Linked DNA regions of Macaca mulatta: region 2 is linked to region 1. Evidence: chromatin contacts called from public Hi-C data. All regions are on one chromosome and are shown on one strand. Each heading gives the region's core, a stretch centred on a gene start, on an enhancer-like site or on the middle of the called end of the contact. The rest is flanking DNA. Distances are from core to core; before and after follow the strand shown. Region 1 has its middle 14 kb from the start of MIR152. Region 2 holds the start of CDK5RAP3 (CDK5 regulatory subunit associated protein 3).

The links. A called contact is a pair of places that touch in the nucleus more often than the background predicts.
Region 2: a contact with region 1 is called in a Hi-C map of fetal cortical plate, with 2.6 times the contacts expected there. The contact joins the promoter of CDK5RAP3 here to the enhancer-like site in region 1. A contact is called at or near these places in 6 of 14 Hi-C or Micro-C datasets (blood, cortical neurons, fetal cortex germinal zone and 3 more).

What each region holds. Positions count from the first base shown.
Region 1 is chr16:61,998,639-62,002,430 of T2T-MMU8v2.0, forward strand. No RefSeq gene overlaps it. Among named protein-coding and RNA genes, the nearest start is that of MIR152, 14 kb to the left of the region's middle. Within about 2 kb of position 1,608, at least 26 of the 40 cell types and tissues checked have an H3K27ac peak or open chromatin away from gene starts, as enhancers often do. A contact at or near this core is called in blood, cortical neurons and fetal cortical plate, where this site is marked.
Region 2 is chr16:62,053,058-62,056,849 of T2T-MMU8v2.0, forward strand. It overlaps CDK5RAP3 (CDK5 regulatory subunit associated protein 3), which reads right to left and starts at 1,763. Exons shown (of 14, transcript NM_001261645.1): 1 at 1,680-1,763; 2 at 1,424-1,469. The coding sequence starts at 1,685.

The sequences.
Region 1 (3,792 bases), core at 358-2,857:
GGGTGTGAAGAATTGCAGGTCGGGAGGGAGAGGAGGGTGGAAGGGTGTCCCAGGGACAAACGGGAAGAGTGGAGATTGTATAGCCTTTCTGGGCGACACGACTTCCCTTCTCTGTCGCCGTCCCAGAACCTCTGTTTTCTCCCTTCCATTCTCTGACGCGTACACTTTCTGCGTCCCTGTAAATCCATCCCTGAGCCTGTCTAGCGTTGCGTCCCGGGACAGCTCGTTTCCCTCGATCCTTTGCGGACTGCAGCTGGTGGCTCACGCTCCACCCTGGCCCCGCCCCTCGCGTGCGCTGAGCACTGTGGGAAGCCCCGCCCCAGGAAAGCATCCGCGATCTTATAGTGCCACCTGCAGGGACAGGCGGGAAACGCGCTCCCGCCGGGGCCGCCCCGCTGACTAACTCCGCCCCCAGGGCGGGCCAGACTCCAGCTCCTGGGCGTTACTCATTGGTTTCCGACACCGGCGACAGGACGTTGCCCTAGCAACCTGCACGCGTGACCCATCCTGCTAGTTCCGCGCCAGCGTGGGCACAGGAATTTCAGCGAGGGAGGGAAAGTGGCGAGACGTGGACGTTAATAGAAGTTGTCCCTGCGGTTTTCAAGTCCTACATTATAAAACTGTTTAAGATTGAACATTTATAACGGGCTTGACTACTTCTACAATTAGAGAAAATGATACAGTCATGTAAACATTTACATTGTAAGCGCTGGGTGCATAATCCATCCGAGTAAATAATGCAAAATGGCAACTCTTGGAAGGGGAGAAAAAAAGAGTATTCGGTTAAATTCCGTGGAGTTCAGGGGCTACTATGGCGACAAGAAAGGAGACATTTTCTAGAAGTATTTTGGCAAATACGCGGCCACACCCAGGGCTTGGCTCCCTCCACCACCCTTAAGCGACCGCAAGGAGGGACTGGGAAATGCGCTTCCTAGCAACGCGGTCGCGCCTGCCTCGGCCCTGCCATTCCAATGTAGCAGGGACGGGAATGGAAAGGGACAGGCAGGAGCCGGGCACTTCACACAAACTAGCTCACCGAATCCTGTGAATTACGCCATGCTCTCCCCATTTTACGGAGGGGAACACCGAGGCTCAGGTTGAAGTGTTTGGTGCAGTTTCCGCAGAGCGGGGCTCCGGATTGGGGAACTGCTGGGGACAGGTGGCTTTCTCGCGCATCCCTGCCCTAGGCTCATCCGAACCCCTGGCTCACACAGGAACCGTACTGGGTTAAAAGGAAGGAGCTGAGGGTGCATGGCAATGACGAGAGGCGACCAGAAAGGTGTCCTCGTCCGCGATGGCTGAGGGATTGCTGGGAGCGGCGCTGCTCCGAAGCAGCCGACGGACCCACGCCGCAGCGGAGAGGACAGCGCAGAGCGGGCTGCGCAGCACTGCCAGAGGAGCCGGGAGGGCCGGCAGGGAAGGGCGCTACCCCTTCCCGAGGACCCCGAGTTTGCAGGCCCAGCTTTCTGGGGGCTGAGGCAGAGACCCCGCTGGGGGTGGAGGGCCGCCGGCTGCTGTGCCCCCAGCTCCCACGTGGCGCCCGCAGCCCAGCAGAGCCGCCAGGATGACGAGCCTGGCCTGCCGCCCAGAGTCCTGCCCTCTGGCACCGGCTTCCTCCAGACGGCCTCATTAGCGCTGCCACAGGCCGGAGTCGGCGGGCGCGGAGGGGAGCGCGGGGGCCTGGTTTTCGGGAAGGGCGGCCGGCGGTTCCGGGTGGGAGGGCAGCCAGGGCCTGCCTTCCAGTCTCCTGCCATCCCTAGGGTCCCTCTGCATCTTTCTGCATTCCTCCACCCTCTTGCCCTCGTGGGCTATCCTGCCGGCCCCAAGTGTATAAGGGAAGGGGGCCTCAGGGTCTCTTCTTTCCTCCAGCAGAATGGGCACCAGGACACGTCTGAAACCCAGAACCCAGGAGCCAGGGCCCAGCCAGACGGCACGCACAGAAACACCGGCCCCTGGGCTCTGGCGCGGAATAGGACGCCAGCAACACGCAGACCCAACCCGGGGCGCAGAGGTAGCGCGGCCTGGCCCTGGGATCCCTTTTATACCACTTAGAGCCTCGCACGCCCCCTGCCTTCCGGCTATTGGCTGGCAGGAAGGCGGGGCTCGTCGGGTTGGCTGGCATCCAGGCGGTGATGGATGGCTCCCCGCTGGCGGGACCGCAGCCGGGCTGGGCGCTTTGCAGGACTGCAAAGATTGGCGGGGGTGGGGCCAGCTAGGCCTGGGTGTGGGTTGTAGGGGGGCGATGAGCAGGACACCGCCTGAGGCTCAAATTTTCTGTGCTCTTAACCACCCTTTGAAACTTTGCTGTATAGCGAAAAAAAACCCAAAAAACCAAAAAACCTTACCTCTAAATTCCTGCTAGATACCCTTTAACTTTGGAGGCCGATGCAGGTAATGTTGAATAATTTACCCAAAACAGTCTGGGCACAACCTTACAGACCTCCATTTCCTTCCAATTTGGGTCTCATTCATTCAATAATATTTGTTTGTTGATTCATTCTTTCAAATATTTGAGTGTTTGCCATGAGCCAGGCACTGGGGAAAGAAAGTGAGGGAGAGACTGACTAGACTCCGCAGTGGAGTGAGGGTGGAGGTTAAAAGGTAGGAAGTGATTTAAGAGATATTCGGAAGTAGAGATGCCTTTAAAAATCAAATGATGTTCTTTATCTTGATCTGAATATTAGTAAAAAGTCACAGACCGAGCGCAGTGGCTCATGCCTGTAATCCCAGCACTTTGGGAGGCTGAGGCGGGCGAATCACGAGGTCAGGAGTTCGAGATCAGCCTGACCAACATGGTGAAACCCAGTCTCTACTAAAAATACAAAAATTAGCCAGGCATGGTGGCAGGTGCCTATAATCCCAGCTACTGGGGAGGCTGAGGCAGGCGAATCGCTTGAAACCTGAAGGTGGAGGTTGCAGTGAGCTGAGATCTTACCATTGCACTCCAGCTCTGGCAACAAGAGTGAAACTCTGTCTCAAAAAAAAAAAAAAGAAAGTCACAGAGTTTACACTTAAGATATGTGCTCTTTCCTGTAGGTAAGTCATACTTCAATAAAAAAGAAAAATAAATTAACCGAATGGCTGACAAATTATATTCTAGCATCAATGTGTGTATGGTCCTCATCTGTTCCCTAATCTCTTCCTCATCTCTATCAACAGAAACTGGTAAACATGTTAGATGAGGTTCTAAATAAATGAGAGTGTGAGACACATGTAAATTTTATACTGCACATATAGATTAACGCCATTCCTCAAAATGGACCCTTTGGTAAGAAAAGCAATGTTAATAATAACAATAATAAAATAAACTATTTTGGAATGAATTTGTTCAGCAGACATTTATTAACAGGCTGTTCCAGGCCAGGCACCTTGCTGGGGATTGTCGGGAGCTTCTAAGATGAATTGGGAAACACAGTTCCTGACTCAAGGAGATTACAATTTGGCTGGGGACAAAGTCATGTATGCAGACAAGGAAATTATAAATATTCACAGAGAGGGGGGTTGGGGGGAGGGATAGCATTAGGAGATATACCTAATGTAAATGATGAGTTAATGGGTGCAGCACACCAACATGGCACATGTATACATATGTAACAAACCTGCACGTTGTGCACATGTACCCTAGAACTTAAAGTATAATAAAAATAAATAAATAAATATTCACAGAGGAAACAGTGTATTACATACCATGTAAAGAAGGAAGATGGGAAAGAGACACCCCAAAGGGAGCAGCAACATAAGCAAGGCCAGAGGTAAGGAATCTGCATTTAGGCTGGGTGCAGTGGCTCACAC
Region 2 (3,792 bases), core at 513-3,012, 55 kb after region 1:
TCCCGAGTAGCTGGGACTACAGGCGCCCGCCACCTCGCCCGGCTAGTTTTTTTGTATTTTTTAGTAGAGACGGGGTTTCACTGTGTCAGCCAGGATGGTCTCGATCTCCTGACCTCGTGGTCCGCCCGTCTCGGCCTCCCAAAGTGCTGGGATTACAGGCTTGAGCCACCGCGCCCGGCCGTCAGATACCATCTTAAGGACAAGACTGGCATCAAATCCATGAATCCAATAAGCATTTTAAAATGCCAGGAGCTGTGATCAGACGAAGAGGCCTTCCCTGATTATGAACTGGGGAGGAAGCATGCAGGCCCCATACAGATAACCTGGAGATGGCCTGGACACTAAAAGGTCTTCATTTCCAACTGGGTCTTAGGTCTCTCTTCCTCCTAAAATCAAGTGGGAGGTGAAGATTTTTAAATGAGGGGTGTTTTTTTTTTTTTTTTTCTGGCCTAATGCAAAGGGCATGGACAGTGGGTCAGACAGACTTAAGTTCCAAATGTGCCACTTAGTGGTTGACTGCTTTTTTGTTTTTTGAGACGGAGTCTCCCTGTGTCGCTCGGGCTGGAGTGCAGTGGCCGGATCTCAGCTCACTGCAAGCTCCATCCACCTCCCAGGTTTACGCCATTGTCCTGCCTCAGCCTCCCGAGTAGCTGGGACTACAGGCGCCCGCCACCTCGCCCGGCTAGTTTTTTGTATTTTTTAGTAGAGACGGGGTTTCACCGTGTTAGCCAGGATGGTCTCGATCTCCTGACCTCCTGATCCGCCCGTCTCGGCCTCCCAAAGTGCTGGGATTACAGGCTTGAGCCACCGCGCCCGGCCGGTTGACTGTTTTTTGTTTTGAGATGGAGTTTCGCTCTTGCTGCCCAGGCTGGAGCACAATGGTGAGATCTCGGCTCACCGCAACATCTGCCTCCTGGGTTCAAGCGATTCTCCCGCCTCAGCCTCCCGAGTAGCTGGGATTACAGACATGTGCCACCAAGTCCGGCTAATTTTGTGTTTGTGTCTGTGTATTTTTAGTCATGGAGACATGGAGACAAGGTTTCTCCAGGTTGGTCAGGCTGGTCTCGAACTCCCGACCTCAGGTGATTCGCCAGCCTCGGCCTCCCAAAGTGCTGGGATTACAGGCATGAGCCACCGCGCCCGGCCATGGTTGACTGTTTTTAAAGCGAGTCATTTATCCTATCCCTGAATGATAGATAACATGTTATTAAAGGAGAAAACACAGGTCAAACAGACTCTACATATGGTTCCTTCCGGCTGCTCTCAGGGAAGCAGGTCTGGCCACACGTGGGGCGTAGAACGAAGCCAGTGGTCAGCACCTCGACCCCGGCTTTCAGGCGTCAGAGCTCCCAGCTGTTGGACACAGGGGGCAACGAACAGGCCTCCCCCCGACAGCCAGCTAAGCGGTGGCGCCCCCTCCTACCGAGCAGCTTGCTGGTCTGGATGTCGATGGGCACGTGCTGATGGTCCTGGAGGGAAACACGGTGGGGAGGGGGGCGTGAGCGCGGCTGGGAGGACGAGCCACTCGCGCGCTCATTTCACGGTCCCAACCACCACCCTGCAGGGCCAGAACAAGGCCAGAGCGATGGGCTGGGTTGAGCCGCGCCCGGAGGGAGACCGGGGACATAGGTTAGGGGTCCGCGGCCAGTTCCCAGCACACCCAGCTCCTGTCCCCACACCTCCATCTTTCCTCCACTTCCGCTTCAGGCCGGAGACTCTGGCCCGCCCCCGCCACCACCAATCCAGTGGCGTTATGGCCGAGCTTCAGTCTAGACACAAACGGGCTTCCTTCGGCCACGTCGCCGCCTTCCGTACAGCCTATCAGGGTATACGCTCCACTCAGGCCTCCAGCCCCGCCCACCCCAAGGCTCCAAAAGGCTGAGCTCGGGAGGGGCGGGAGAATGGAGACAGCCAATCGGAGACGCGAGGCGGGCTCACGGCCGGGGACTGGCGGGGGTGCGCTGCAGCGGCCGTGCGATTGAGGCAGGCGGCGCCCGAGAGCCCAGCTTGGCAGCAGCTTGCCCAGGCGGGCACTGGATCCTCTCCGTGCGGATTGAGGTGTCTGCTGGCGGGGTCCTAGCGCCGATCTGGGAGGCCGTTGCAAATGCCTTCTTCCCTTCTTGCGTCACTTTACCATCCAGAGCAGTGTACAGGTCTCTTGTGGCACTTGTCATGCTTTGCCTTCTCATTAAGTTTCTCAAGTAGACATGGTTGAGCACCTGCAACGTGTTGGGCGATTAGGGCAGGGAAGGGGAAGGAGGAGGATCAGTGAGACGTCCCAAAGAGAACACCTACATGGAGTCTAAACGAACAGCTGAAGATAGCTGGGTGATGTGGGAAGAGGAGTTTGCTGAAGATAGCTGGGTGATGTGGGAAGAGGAGTTTTAGATGGAGGAGACTACAGAGACACAGCTTAGGTGGCCACAAACTGCAAGAGGGGTGCAAGCAACAACAGGCAGGCTGGACGGGCAACGTAATTTGTGAGGTCCAGTGCAAAATGGAAATGCATGGCCCTTTGTTACAAAATGAAAAATTTCAAGATGAAGTCGACTCTGCGGGCAGGCCCGAGTGGCTGAGGAGAGGCTGTAAAGGTGGAAAGGTCATATCAAAGGGAGCCTCATTAAGGAACTTGGACTTCATCTCTTCAGACAGAGGAATCACAGAAGGGGTTTGAGGCAGGGAGGAACCTGTACAGATAGGCTGCTGGGATGATGAATGCATGGGAGATAAGACTGGGGGCAGGGAGGCTGGAAGGAGGTTGTTATCGAGGGATTATAGCCTGAGCTGGGACACAAGGTATAGGGAGGAAGGGGAAGGGCTGGATCTGAGGAATATTTAGGAGGAAAATGGATAGGACTTGGCAATATGATTGGCTGTTTAGGTGGAGGAGAGAGACACCAAGGATGACACCTAGGTGATTAGGTGGAAGCCACCACCTGAGACAGGAATGCAGGATGCTGAGCAGGTGTTGGGGAGGAGGGGGTCTAGCTTTGAACCTGGTCTGGCAATGCTGAGATACCCCCAGATGGAAAGTGTGCAGAAGGCACTTGGGTCTATAATTTTGGAGTTCAAAGGAGTTGTCGGGGCTGGAGATACAGCTTGGAGAGTCACAAGCTGGCTAATCTGTGGTCCGAATGGTGGCTGAAGCTAAGGGAGAGTTTGAGATTGGCCAAGAAGTGGGTAGGGTAAGGAGGGAGGGTGGGCTGAGGCCAGATTCCCCAGGATCTCACAAAGCTGGGTATGCCATTTCTTTTTTTTTTTTTTGAGACGGAGTCTTGCTCTGTCGCAGGGGCTGGAGTGCAGTGACACTATCTCGGCTCACTGCAAGCTCTGCCTCCTGGGTTCACGCCATTCTCCTGCCTCAGCCTCCCGAGTAGCTGGGACTATAGGTGCCCACCACCACGCCCGGCTAATTTTGTTTTTGTATTTTTAGTAGAGACGGGGTTTCACCGTGTTAGCCAGGATGGTCTCGACCTCGTGATCCACCCACCTTGGCATCCCAAAGTGCTGGGATTACAGGCATGAGCCACCGCGCCCGGCCCTGAGTGTGCCATTTCTAAATATTCCTTCCCCAGCTCCTGCTCACCACAGCACAACACTTGAGGCTTAGTAAATTTTTGATTGAAATGCATAGTGTGATACAGCAGCGGGAAGACCTAGATTCTGCTCAGTGAGGTCTTGGAGCATTTCTATACCCTATCTGATAGCCACAGTTTCCCCACATGGAGATAACAGCTATCCTATTTCAGGGTATTTCTGTTTAGAGGCATAAATAAACACACTAGTAACTCA